2 separate regions of the Mus musculus genome follow, and region 1 is linked to region 2. A link is a contact called in public HiChIP or PLAC-seq data. All regions are on one chromosome and are shown on one strand. Each heading gives the region's core, a stretch centred on a gene start, on an enhancer-like site or on the middle of the called end of the contact. The rest is flanking DNA. Distances are from core to core; before and after follow the strand shown.

Evidence for each region. HiChIP or PLAC-seq counts read pairs in DNA pulled down with a chosen protein or histone mark.
Region 1: an HNF4G HiChIP or PLAC-seq map of pancreatic cancer cells shows a contact between it and region 2. The contact joins two enhancer-like sites. A contact is called at or near these places in 1 of 15 datasets of contacts at CTCF or cohesin (the NIH/3T3 cell line), 8 of 484 Hi-C or Micro-C datasets (cerebral cortex, embryonic fibroblasts, morula and 5 more), 10 of 115 datasets of contacts at active chromatin or transcription factors (craniofacial prominence, embryonic hindbrain, embryonic limb bud and 5 more) and 1 of 9 other capture datasets (embryonic stem cells).

The regions. Positions count from the first base shown.
Region 1 is chr9:41,946,782-41,953,295 of GRCm38.p6, reverse strand. No RefSeq gene overlaps it. Among named protein-coding and RNA genes, the nearest start is that of Gm36227, 31 kb to the right of the region's middle. RefSeq lists an enhancer at 1-4,156. Within about 2 kb of position 2,230, at least 231 of the 459 cell types and tissues checked have an H3K27ac peak or open chromatin away from gene starts, as enhancers often do. A contact at or near this core is called in cerebral cortex, craniofacial prominence, embryonic fibroblasts and 3 more, where this site is marked.
Region 2 is chr9:41,857,732-41,863,605 of GRCm38.p6, reverse strand. All of the region lies in intron 3 of 6720432D03Rik (a long non-coding RNA gene), which reads left to right. Among named protein-coding and RNA genes, the nearest start is that of 6720432D03Rik, 16 kb to the left of the region's middle. Within about 2 kb of position 2,700, at least 85 of the 459 cell types and tissues checked have an H3K27ac peak or open chromatin away from gene starts, as enhancers often do. A contact at or near this core is called in cerebral cortex, craniofacial prominence, embryonic fibroblasts and 3 more, where this site is marked.

The DNA.
Region 1 (6,514 bases), core at 981-3,480, 90 kb before region 2:
TTTTTTTTTTTTTGTTTTTTTTGTTTTTGTTTTTGTTTTTGTTTTTACTGTTTCATTTTTGAAGTCTACTTTAGAGATTTTTGGTTTTCTGATGTTGATAAGAACATTGTAAATCTGAGTTCTGAGATGATAACATAGTATAATAAGTTTTACATCCCTCCCTCTCTGCTCCCAAACACAGACCTGTTGAAGAACCAGGTAGGGAAAAAGAAAAGGGGATGGGAGGGCCTAGAGAGCAGAAAGGAAATTTGAGACAGTGAGCGTACGGTTTCCTCTTTGGAACACAAAGACAATCCATCAAAACTCTCCATACTAGACTGATATTAAGCCAGGCTAAAAGGAAGTTTCATGTTCTGACATTTTTACGGCCTGGAACAAGAAATGAATTGGAAAGAGGCCCCTGACAATGGGGGTGGGGGGAGATGGGGTGGTCGTAGAGAACCGGAGCCAAGCGCTGCTGGGGACAGGTGAGTCTGTAGGGACTCAGAAGGTTAGCTTGGGCCCTAGTAATCTAAGAACTCACTCGGTACCATGGAAACAGATATGGTCAGTGGGGACATAGCTCCTGTCAGGCTCTGTGGAGGACAGACAGGCTTGCTTCTTAGAAAATGTGTTTAGCTGTAAAAAAAATGAAGAGTCTTTTTCTGAAATCCCTTAGATCATAGACAGGTTCCTGACCCATATAAAGGACAAGCTTTCTATATTTATTTGAAGACGGATAGGAAAGGATGCAGCTCCGATAGACAGAGCCTCAGTTTCCTTTTTAACCCTGTCGGTTTGTAGGTTAGAGGACACAGTCAGACTGTACAGACAGACAGACAGACTTTGGGGAATGTTGCCCCAGAGCTGAGGATGTGCCCACCAGCCCAGCCCGGTCAAGGGACACAGGAGCCCCTGGCAAGCCTGCATCTTTTGACCAGTGTTTTGCTCTTTCTATTAACCCCTTGTCACCTGTGGAAAGCAGGTACGTAGGAGCACATACAGTTACCCAGTAACACCTAAGAACCTCCATCTGGTAAGGAAAAGACAACTGAGACTGGAGCCTGGGTCTTGGATCACGGCTGACCTGGAGTGACAGGAGGCAAATGATGGTCCCTTGACACCATGTTCCCAGAAAGGCTGAGAATGGCTTATCTGTAAGGGCTGGAGGCTAGGGCAGAAGCAGGCTGGGGGAAGGAATTCCTCACTGAGACCAAAGGTGGATTCTACATCCCTCCCTAGTCTGTACTCTTCTCCCTGCCTCTGAGGTCCTAGCTGTCATTGTGTGTAACGCTGACACGCACACGTTTTCCTCTGACGTATTTGTACACATATATACTTCTTGCAAACACTTGTGCGGAGTGTTAGGCACTTGGCAGGCAAGCAATGAATAACTTGGGGAAGACTGAACAAAACGCTAAGGTTGTATGTCATGGCTGTCAGTGAGGTCCCTGTTCAGAGCTGGGATCCACCACTGGCTTTTTGAGGGTGGACGAGTTACACAGAAAGGGATGGACAAGCTCTGCCTGACGACAGTAGTATCTCTGAACTCTGGAGCATTCTCAGACCTACTGCACAACCATAGCAGGAAAGAGAGCTGGTTGGTGGGAGTGCAGGGCGGGAGCTGGGAAGTGGTTTCTTTGTTCTGGGAGATTTCAGCCGGCACGAACCGCAAATTTTACTGTCTGCACACCAAGAGCCCCTCCCCTCCCCCTTACCGCCTTCCTTTCCAACCTGAGAATTCATTCGCTGCCACCCTCGGTCTCTTCCTCTGCCCCAGAGCAGTCACCAGGGAAAGATCTCTTTGTTGAGAACACCCCGAGACAACTCAGAGTTGCAGAGTTCCCAGGGCACTGCCAGGGTTGCCCTCCGAGGAGAGTGGTCTCCCGGGCACAGACCCCCACCTGTTGATCTCTCCTTTCCCCGGGGGTGAGCGGCAACTTGCATTGTGCCGGGATCTCACGCGTTTCCCCGGCAGGCTCGGCAGATGGCGCTCATGAGCAAAGCCACCACGGTCCCTTCCCTGCCCCTCCCCACCGTCGGGGCCTCGCTGGGCTAAAGCAAAAACAGATGTTTTCATCATTTTTGGATCTGGCACGTGACTTGCAGTTCAGCAATGTGCCGACAGAACCCAGAGTTGTGTGTTTCCTTCATCTCCCGCAAAATAAAACAATCTTCCTTAAATGAGCGTTCCTCTAAGTGAGCCTGCGACACACGATCTCTTTAGCACAAGGGGTTGTTTGCTTAATGGAACTCCAACTGCGAGTGCCCTGCTAGCCAGTCTTGGGTCTATAATTGGGAAGAGGTCCTTTTTCAGAGAAGACAGTGAGCGGCCAGACTGGCTATCTTTACCTTAAGGGCTGGGGACAGGCGCTAGCGTTTTAAAAATAGCCCTGGTCTGGCTGGCGAGGAACCTGCCTTGCGTGGGTGCATAGGGGTCGCGAACAAAACAGGAAGGCCGAGGCGGCGCGCCCTGTTCCCCGCGCCCACGGCAGGTGGCAGCATTGGCCCGAGCTGGCCTCTGCCACTGGCCAAGCCCAAAGAGGGCCCTTTTACTTTCGGTGGCCTCAAAATTATTAGTTCCAGATGAATTCTTGCGATTGTAATATTTGGTTTAACCCAATCGGCCCGATTGCGTCAGCGTACGCTCACACTCAGCCGTCTGAAGTCTAACCAGACATCAGAGGCTTGTTTCAGGAGTGTCAACATTCCTCATCCTTTGAAAGAATTAAAACAAAAAAACGCAAACGCTGATTTATCCCCAAAGGAAAGGGGGGCTGAACAGACGTGCAGCTAGGGTGACCAGAGGGAGTGAACGTGGAGATTCAGGCGGGAGTCAACAGTTGAACCTTGACGAAGCCTGCTTGGGGAGAATTGGAGTTCTTTGTCGATCTAGGACGGACCTCTGGGTTTTATGAAGGTTGGGGCGAATAAGCTGAACTGGTTTGTGAGACAAGAGGCCTGGAGTCATGTAGACTGCTATTGCCAGGCACAGAACACGCTGAGCCTCTGTTTAACCCTTGGCCTGGCTGCTCCTTCCAGGGCCAGACACAGCCTCCTAACAGCTGTGGGGGATTTCTGAATCTCCCTTAAGGATGCAAGCTGTGTTTCCTGAGGATAGCAGCCCACACCCCAGAGGACCTCTTGAAAAGATGAGGCCTCCAGCAGACCTTGCTGAGTGGACCCGCTGGAATGATCATATGTCTTGTAAACAGCCCTTTGCGTGTCACACACCAGGCAGGGATGCTTGGGGACCCATTCTAGTAGTCTCGGGTTTTACAGGTGTTATCCTATGAGATTAAAAGACTGCACGCTGAGTGCAGGGGCACTGATAGTTAAATCTGGCCACAAGACACACAGTTCCACCCACGAGAGCAGAAAGGGTGCCCTGCCTCCCTTGGCTGAGCTGGAATGACTTGTCCTCGGAAAAGAAGGTCTGGTCTTTACTGTGCGGTCCCCATCCATGCATTTTTTTTTCCAATCTGTCTTCAAACTCTTCAAGTAATGTGGTCAAGGAAGCTAGGGAGATTTCTGCTAGCTAATTTCAGGGAGCTTGCCGGCTTTCAAGCAGGTCTCTGGCTCAACTCGGTGCTGATCAAAAGCCAGCACCCATCTGGCAGATGCCTCAGGTCCTGCCCTTGGAGAGCTAGCTGGTGGTGGCTGACTGGGGTCGGAGTCTGCCAGGCAGGCTGGCTGTGCGGCCATCTTGTCCTTCCCTTTTCTCTGCCCAGTGGTGGTTGAGCTCAGTGAATCAAGCATGGAAATAAAAATGGTGGGTGAACACCTCCAGACTGTTTTGAGGTCTTGGTGTCCTGGATATTCCTTTCTCTCTGAAAAATACATGCCTCTGCATGGTAAGACTGTATGGTGCTCCACCTGGGCTGAGCCGGGGGCAGGGGAGTGAACTAAGCTGGAGAAGCAGGCGTATTGACAACAGGACTCCTTGGGATGGTGGAAGAATTCCAGTGTTCTTGGGACTCACTGACTTGATTTTCTTCTGAGAATCAGCTTTTGAACATCTGACTGTGCAGAGGTTTTCAGTTCTGACTGCTTACGATCAGTTTGAACCATTGAGCCCTCCATTTCTGAGCATCAGAAGTTCAGTTGGAGGTCAGCTTGGGCTCCAATGGACCCTATCAATGTGGGAAGGAAGGATTCTCACACAAAGCTGCTTGCATCACAGTGAAAAGGGAATGGGTTAAAAACCCACAGCTGTATCGCTACTAGGTGGTTGGAATATACAGCCAGATTATCTGTCTGTCTGTCTGTCTGTCTATCTATCTATCTATCTATCTATCTATCTATCTATCTATCTACCTACCTACCTACCTACCTACCTCTCTCTATGTCTGTCTGTCTGTCTATCTATCTCTGTCTATCTATCTATCTATCTATCTATCTATCTATCTATCTATCTATCTATCTATCTATCTATCTACCTCTCTATCTGTCTGTCTGTCTGTCTGTCTATCTACCTACCTACCTCTCTCTATGTCTCTCTCTCTCTCTCTCTCTCTCTCTCTATTTATCTGAGGAAACCTTTGACCAACATACTGTCTTAACAAAATGGTTCAACCAACAGGATGTATGAGTTTGATTGGATCTTCAATCTAAAGAGGGAAAGTTATGACAGACATCCTCTGACCTAACTGGGAACTTGGTGGATCCCGGGAGATTAGTGATAATTAGGTTTGAATAGATCACTGTGGTTTTATAGGAAGAAGTCTATATGGCGAGTCCTGAAGTATTTAGGGCCGAGTGTCAGGACATTTGCTTGCAACTCAGTTTCAAAAGATTCATTTTTTAAAAAACAACTTAGTAAATATTCTAGAAGGTTAGAACCTGTGACTGGTGGTGACTCATGAATGTGTGTATCAAAGTTCACCAGAGACTAATTCAGGACATTTCTAGTTAAAAAAAAATGCTATGCAAACAGAATATGGCCCCTCCGTAAACATCTTACCATATTCCTCACGTATCAAACAAGTATGTGAAGCACTGTGTTTAAGCCAAAGTAGAAGGCAAGCATAGACAGCGGGACCTTGAAGAAATCTTAGGGAATGATTCCTTTATCCTAGGGCATTAGGAGAGAAAATCTTCCAAGATGGGCTAGTATCTGGGCTGGAGATTTTTTTTTTTTAAATGTACAATTTTAATCAGAAGACATTTGGAGAGAAGGGACAATAAAAGAAAAAAAAGCTAAAGAATTGAAGACTGTTTCAGGGAACAAAGATCACTCCATGTAAATGCAGTGGAGGATGTGCTGGTATGAAAACCAGCATGTGGGGACGGGTGGCTTTGAACACCACACCCGCAGTGTTGGGAAGAGGCATGTGGGACTAGCAACAGCAGCTGCACGGAACTTTCTCTATAGAAACTCCTGCCCAAGCTTGAAAACCAGCACATGTGATTTCCCTCCAGAGGTTCCCCAGTGTGAACAGGATCATTCAACCGAGTCTGGTGATGGACTCAGATGTCCCTGATCTCATCCACACTCACTGCTGATGTCACACAGGCCGTACATGAGTCCCATCATGATGACGGTCGGCTCTGAGCGTTGTTCTTAGAATCAGCCAACACATCCGTGCTTCTGATCCTTTTCACACTTCCATTCCTGACACTCACACACAGACACAGACACAGACACAGACACAGACACAGACACAGACACACACACACACACACACACACACACACACACACACACACATACTCGACAACTCAGCTTCCCACACTTACGACAGGCTCAGCTTTTGGATCAACTGGTGGTCACAGGGATTTTTGTAGTCATGGTGGTTTGCTTTGATGGTCCTTTGGCTCATAGTAGGACTTCACTAGTATAGAGATAGCCTTCCCCTCTGTTCCTGAGAACTATGTGCCCATATTTTTGCCGCATCACTTACCATCTTCTGTCATGATCGTTTGCCTGTCTATTTTATCTACTTGCTTATGTCACTACAGGAAAAGTCCCGTACCCTAGTCGGCTCTAAATCTCCAGTGTTTAGCAAGTTACCTGGTCCTCAGTGTGTGCTTAATTCTTCTGGGAAGACTGAGAGGACCAATGAAGGAACAGAAATAGGGGCTGATATCTATATAGGTGTCTACACTATTAGTTCCCTACCTGTGTGCATAAATGAGAATTTGCTATAAGTGGGTCTCAGAGTTTTTGTGATGGAGGCTTCATCTCTGCATTTTTCTTCTTCTCTCTGTCTTTGTCTCTCTGTCTGTCTCTCTCTATCTCTTTTTCATGTGTGTGTGTTCATATCTGTGTCCAAGTGTATGAACATCCACACAGAAGCCAGGGTTTTCTGTTGACATTGGTACTGTGAGAGACCAGGATAGGCCAATGAAGAAGGTTCTGCCTTAGTGCCAGTGGAATCTCCAGGATCTACTCCCCAGGGATCATTGGGAGAAGTTGAGACTTGGTGCGATGAAGAGGGCCCAAGAGAAGCTATTGGTGAAAGTACAATCCAGTTGTAGCAGAAGAGTCCGGCATTTTGGAAATGTCAGTACCATGGGATGATCACCAAGAACA
Region 2 (5,874 bases), core at 1,451-3,950:
ACACATATATATGCACATATATATGCACATATATGTGCACACACACATACACATGCACACACACAGGTACACACAATACACATACACATGGAGTGGGGTGGTTTCAGGGTTTACGTTTGCTTAACATTTTCAACTCCAGCATTCTGCTGATGTGTTATGTGCCAAGGTGCCTTTTTATTATATTCATTTTGATTCAGTAAATATTGATTGCTTACTATCATAGGCCAAGTCTCATGCTAGGGGAGAGAAATACAAATCGCTGAAATTGGATCCTTCTCTTAGATTTTTACAGACTTTTATGGATGAGGATAGGCCATGATCTAGGCTTTCAAGACATAAATATATCAGTGAATAGGAAAATGTTCCTAAGTGAGAATATTAACATCTTCAGGGATGGTGTCTGTCACCTTTCCTCCAAGGGAACATGCAAGGACTAGATCTGTCTATGTGGTCCACAGAGCACAGCAGTGATGGCTGAGGGGATGAAGGTAAGGATGTGGAAATGGGAGTATTGGGTCTTTGTAGTGTGTGGGAGGAATTATTGGACCATGAAGGAGATGTCAGCTGAGCTTGGCAGGTGGGGTTGAGGACCATGAGAATGGGGGAAGCTTCCAGACTAGAGGGAGTGTGCGTAGACACAGGTGGGAGGAAGGTTCCAAGGCTCTTTACAGAAATGGACCATATCTCATTTCTGGGTAGGCATGGGGCAGAAGTAGGGGAGATAGAAAGAGACAGTGAGGAGATCTGAACCATTTCTGTTACACTGTTATTGTCCTTGTTTGCTTTTCAACAGGGCTGACAAGCAAGAGCCTTTTGTTTCTGCAACAGATAACATAATCACCCAAGCTTAGTACTCCCAGGCAAAACTGGTGCGAGTGGACTGGAGATCCTCAAGGAGAATTTATCTGTCGAAATAGAGTTGCTTTTTGTGTATTTCCATGTTTCCTTCAGTCTTTGAAAATGGATAACCCAGGCACCATCTATAAGACTTCCTATTAGCCATCTTCCAGTACAACGTATTGGTCTTTTCCTGATGGATAGCAAGCAGGGTTTACTGTAAAAGCCTTTTCACGATCGTGATGGAGCATCCTCCATCCTTTCCCCTTCCCATAAAGCCCATCCGCTGACCTCCAGCATTTGATAAAAGCCCTCTCTCATTAGCTCCAGCAGCTGAAGCTGTCTGAGCAGATTCCAGTAAGTATGGCGACACACCATCCATCTAGACGGTGTGGCCACTGCAACCTTAGAGGAACCCAGCAATCCTGTCCTTGCACAGAGTGTGGGCACCTGGGAACTGCGTCAGACTCTGCGAATTCGGGGACTGGTCTTTTAAATATTCTCCATGACATTTCCCTCAATTCACAGCCTGTTTGGATACGGTTTTATATCAGGGTGGGGTCCAAAGCCAAGGTCACTTAAGGAGTCACAGAATCAAAGGATCTCAGAGATGGGAGGTACTAGTGATTATTTGTTTCAGTTGTCTTGGTTTATAAGTGAAGGGCCTGAGGTCAGAAGATGTTGCAGCCACCCAAGTCGGTTAAGGGCAGAGCTTGAACTTGGACTTAGGACTGCAACTCTTTCCACAGGGGAAGGCAGTCCTGTCTCTTAAGTCCTTCTCTGCTTGACCATCTGCTCACCAGAGAGGCCTTGATTCTCCTGTTCTTTCAGGGCCTCTGCCTGTCCTGCATGCTACTCTGATAACAGGGCTTTCTTGCTATAGAAGGCCTGTTCACTAGGGAGGGATCAGGCTCCAGGGAGCTCTGTAGGTAGAAAGTGGTGTCTGTGTGTTTTCTGGATGATTGGACCAGTCCTAGCACCTTGGGGAGTCTAGTTTCCTCTCTCCTCTACTGCAGACTGTGCACTGCCAGTTGAATTACTGCTGCTAGGAACAAGGATGTGCATTCAATGGAGGGATGTCACAAGTGACCATGTTACCCGCTAGAGGATTAAAAACAAACATGGGGGGAGTTTGAGGAGCAATTGGGCAGACAGAAGGAGTGGAGATCACAAGAAAAGAGGACATGAAAAGGCAGAGTCCTAGTTGCTGCTTCAATGTAAATGTGTCCAGAGTGAGGCGCTCATGTTAGACCTATGCAAGGGAGTTCACCAACTGATTGAAAAGAGAAAGAGGACATGGATCCAAAGGGGAGTCCTCCCAGAGACTCCTACCATCCCTTCCTTGCTGGCACTGTTTGCAGGGGAATATGGATTCAGTTTGTGCAGCTGCCGGAGGAAGGAGGCATTAGCCTGGAGACCTTACAGTGAAACAGCTCGCATTGCAGAAGCAGACAGATGAGGGCCTATCTCCCACTCTCTGCAGGTGGGGACAGCCCCTGACATAAACGCAACACTTTGTTCACGTCTCTGCCTTTTCATTTTCTTATGGACATTTCTCAACCAAGGCAGGGCCCCACCTCAAGACAGCTCAGATGCCCCCTCTGCCTCCCAAGGGGTTTGGTGTCTTCAGCAAGCAAAGGCACAGCTAGCAGTAAGCCTCCCTTCCCATCTTCCATAGCGCCCTGGGGGGGGGGGGGAAGCAGGGGAGCAGGGGGCAGGTAATTGTGGCTGTAAGCCATGGTGCTGCAGTGGCAGTCTCTGCTCTAACTTTACCCTGTTTCCCAAGGAAGCCCCAGGGAATCTGGACAAGTTGGGGCTGGGGCACAGATACTGGAGAAGGGGTGGGGACAGGACGGCACCCAGCAGATTTCCTGGCACTGTGCCAGGCCAGAGCTGCCTGCTGTGTGCAGGAAATATTCAACATTCTGTGTCTTAAAGAGAGAGCCTGGAAAGGCTCCAAGACTATACTTAATACATCTGCTGGGAGCTACACAGACGGAAACTGGGGGAGGGGGTGTGCAGGAGGGGGGGGTCGGCTGTCGTCTGCAAAAATAACCCTTGCAGGTCCAGCAAAGCACACAGCATCCACAGGGCACAGGTAATAAGCTTGTGCAAAAGTTCTCTCTTAGCTCCAGTTTTGTACACACACAATTCAAAGCTCATTTGTAGCATCAGATCTGTGTTTCTGCTTTATGATCCCGGGAGGTAGGAAGGGAATGTTATTTTAGTTGCTAGAGTATGGATCGGTTTGTTTCCTTTAGCACATAGCCAAACAGAGGGATGGATGGTCAAGTCTTCATCTCACAGAGGAGGGAGCTGATTCAGAAAAACTAAGTTTACCTCTTGTAAGTCCAAGGCTCTGAGTTCAAGCTTGTCCTCTACCCCTCGATGTCTATACCCAAAAAAGAGCAGCCAGGTTCAACAAGCACTGGATAATCCTAGTAAGTGTTTTCACTATACTCTCCATCACAGTCTAGTTTGGGAAAAGACACTGCCCTCCTCCCACCCTCCTAAGGCACCTCTCGTGCAGGGGGTGAGATGGTTAGAAACTAGTAACCGAGGAGGCTTTTGCCATCAGACATATACTCTGAGGCAATTGCAAAGTCCACAGAAGCCAGCAAAGAAACAGACTGACTTAAAGTGATAACTCTCCAGAGGGCTTTGCCCCATGGAGAAAGAAACAGCACACAAACAGCCTCCTTTCTTTAACCTATCCCCACACACACCAGGAAAGAGAGAAACGTCTCTCTCCTGTGTCTCAGTCTCCCAGTCCCATGCTCAGCAGCCTGGTGCTGACTCATTTCCGAAGCTTTGCAGCTCTTAGGTCTTTATCTTCAACTGTAGACTATGTTAAAATATGCTTAAGTTAAAATATGGTGTGGGAAAGATGTGTGCGGAAGCTAAGGGTAGTAGGTGAGTATCCATGAGGAGAGGGAATGAATGTATATAGATGAAATGGATGAAGATGCCAAGCTCTCTGGGGTTTGTATGGAAGAAGAAGGTGACCAGGGAGAGAGAAAAGAAAAAAGAACAGGTGACCTTGAATGTTAAAAAGATGCTTGTTTGCAAAACTTGTTTCCCTTCTTTGAATATGCTCCTGCATCACAATAAACATGCCATACATATACTTATGCCAGCATATCGTGCATATAGATGTATATATAGATTATGCACACACATATACTCACATACACATGTGTGCATGCGTGTATACACACACACACACACACACACACATCCCCATCTTTATTCTTTAAACCCATCACATGCTCTTCCCTCAACAATTCCATAACCATCTTCGTCTCACTCTTGCAAGCACAGAATGATTTGTGTAACTTGACAGCTGTGAGCTTCAAATTTTATTAAACATCTGCCTTGTTCACAGCCTGTTGTTTTTTTTTTAAGATCTTATCTAATTGCCTTGTGTCACAGGGGCTACCATCTTGTCCATGTGCAAAAGATATAAATGTAGCCACATCACCAAGAAGCTGGATAAAATGCAAGGGATTGTGTTGGTCGTGTTCTGGTAGAAGAAGAGTAGATTATAGAATAATCATTCTATGATGTGTGTTTGCATGGTTTACAAGGTAGACACATGCACTTGTATCTTTAAATGCTATAGGTATTTCGTTGGCCTGAACACATCCCTTAAATTACCTTGGCAGAAGAGAAAGGTGGTGGGGACTTCATAAGGTAGGGCTTATTGGAAGGTGACTAATGCTGACTCGCCAAAGGGAGTGAGTTCCCAAAAGAGTGAGTTGTCACATAAAGAACAAAGTCACCTCTCCCTGCTCTCCACCTTCTCGTCTCGTCATGGGAATTTACTGGCTCCTCGTACCCCAGAGGGGCAGGAACATTTATGGTTAGTGATGGGATGGGCCCTTACTCATCTTTCCATCTCCAGATTTTTTTGAACGAGTAGGTGAATGAGTGAAGTAGCTCTCATACATACGGATCTGGTATGGTTCCTTGTACAAAGGAAAAACGCAGTGACATCATACGAAAATAGAGGCACAGGTCAGCTGGCTTGCCTTCCACGGCTGTTGTTCACTTAAATATCTCAGAGCCTGCAAACTCATCTTTATACAGTTTCTACCAACCCCAAGAAGAAAATAGAGAACATATGAAAACCTTGTAACACCTCAGGAAGGCAGAGCAATCGCCATGGAGCCCGGAGTTTAGATATCAGCCCTATCTTTTCTTCCTCCCCACGACAAACACGCCTTTCAGCCTAGCCCTTCTCCTCACATCAGAAGTGGCTGGTTATTGATATTCCAGAGCCTCTCTATGTAAATTCACATTCCACAAATCTCAAAGCCTTTCTTCTGTATCAGAGCAAGAGGCTGAACAAGATAGATGCTTTTTCTTTTTCTTTTTCTTTCTTTTTTTTTTTTAAAAAAAACCAGCAAATGGCTTTTCTATTGATCCACCTTTTTAACAGCAGGTTTATTTCTCTTCATGGACACTTCAGAATCTCTCTCTCTCTCTCTCTCTCTCTCTCTCTCTCTCTCTCTCTCCCTCTCTCTCTCCCTCTCTCTCTCTCTCCCTCTCTCCCTCCCTCCCTCCCCTCCCTCTCTCCTTCCCTCCCTCCCTCCCTCCCTCCACTCCCCCTGTCTCTTTCTCTCTTTAAGTTAAGAGAGCCTGTTTCCTCTTCTCTACCTCTGTCTCTTCCCACAGATTTATCTGATCTCTGCTCTTCATAAACCAATACTCCCTCCAGACCCGTGTGTTCCTGGCCTGCTGCGGCCAGAATTTAATGTGCTAATCAGGTTTTTCTGTATGTCTGCACACTGTGTCCCTCCACCACCCACTCTGCCTTCTTCACTCTTATCTTTCTATCCTCACCTTCATGGTACACGGGCCTATTAAATGGGGTCCAGTGCAATTTCTGGCACCCAATAAATCTAAATTTTCAAGCTTGGGAAGCTGGGCTTACTCATTGGCACCCAGATAAATGAGTCCTCGGTGAGAAACCTACACTGCTCATTACTCTCTGCTGAAACCCCAACTGGGGGCCTAGAAGTCAAAATCCCTCTT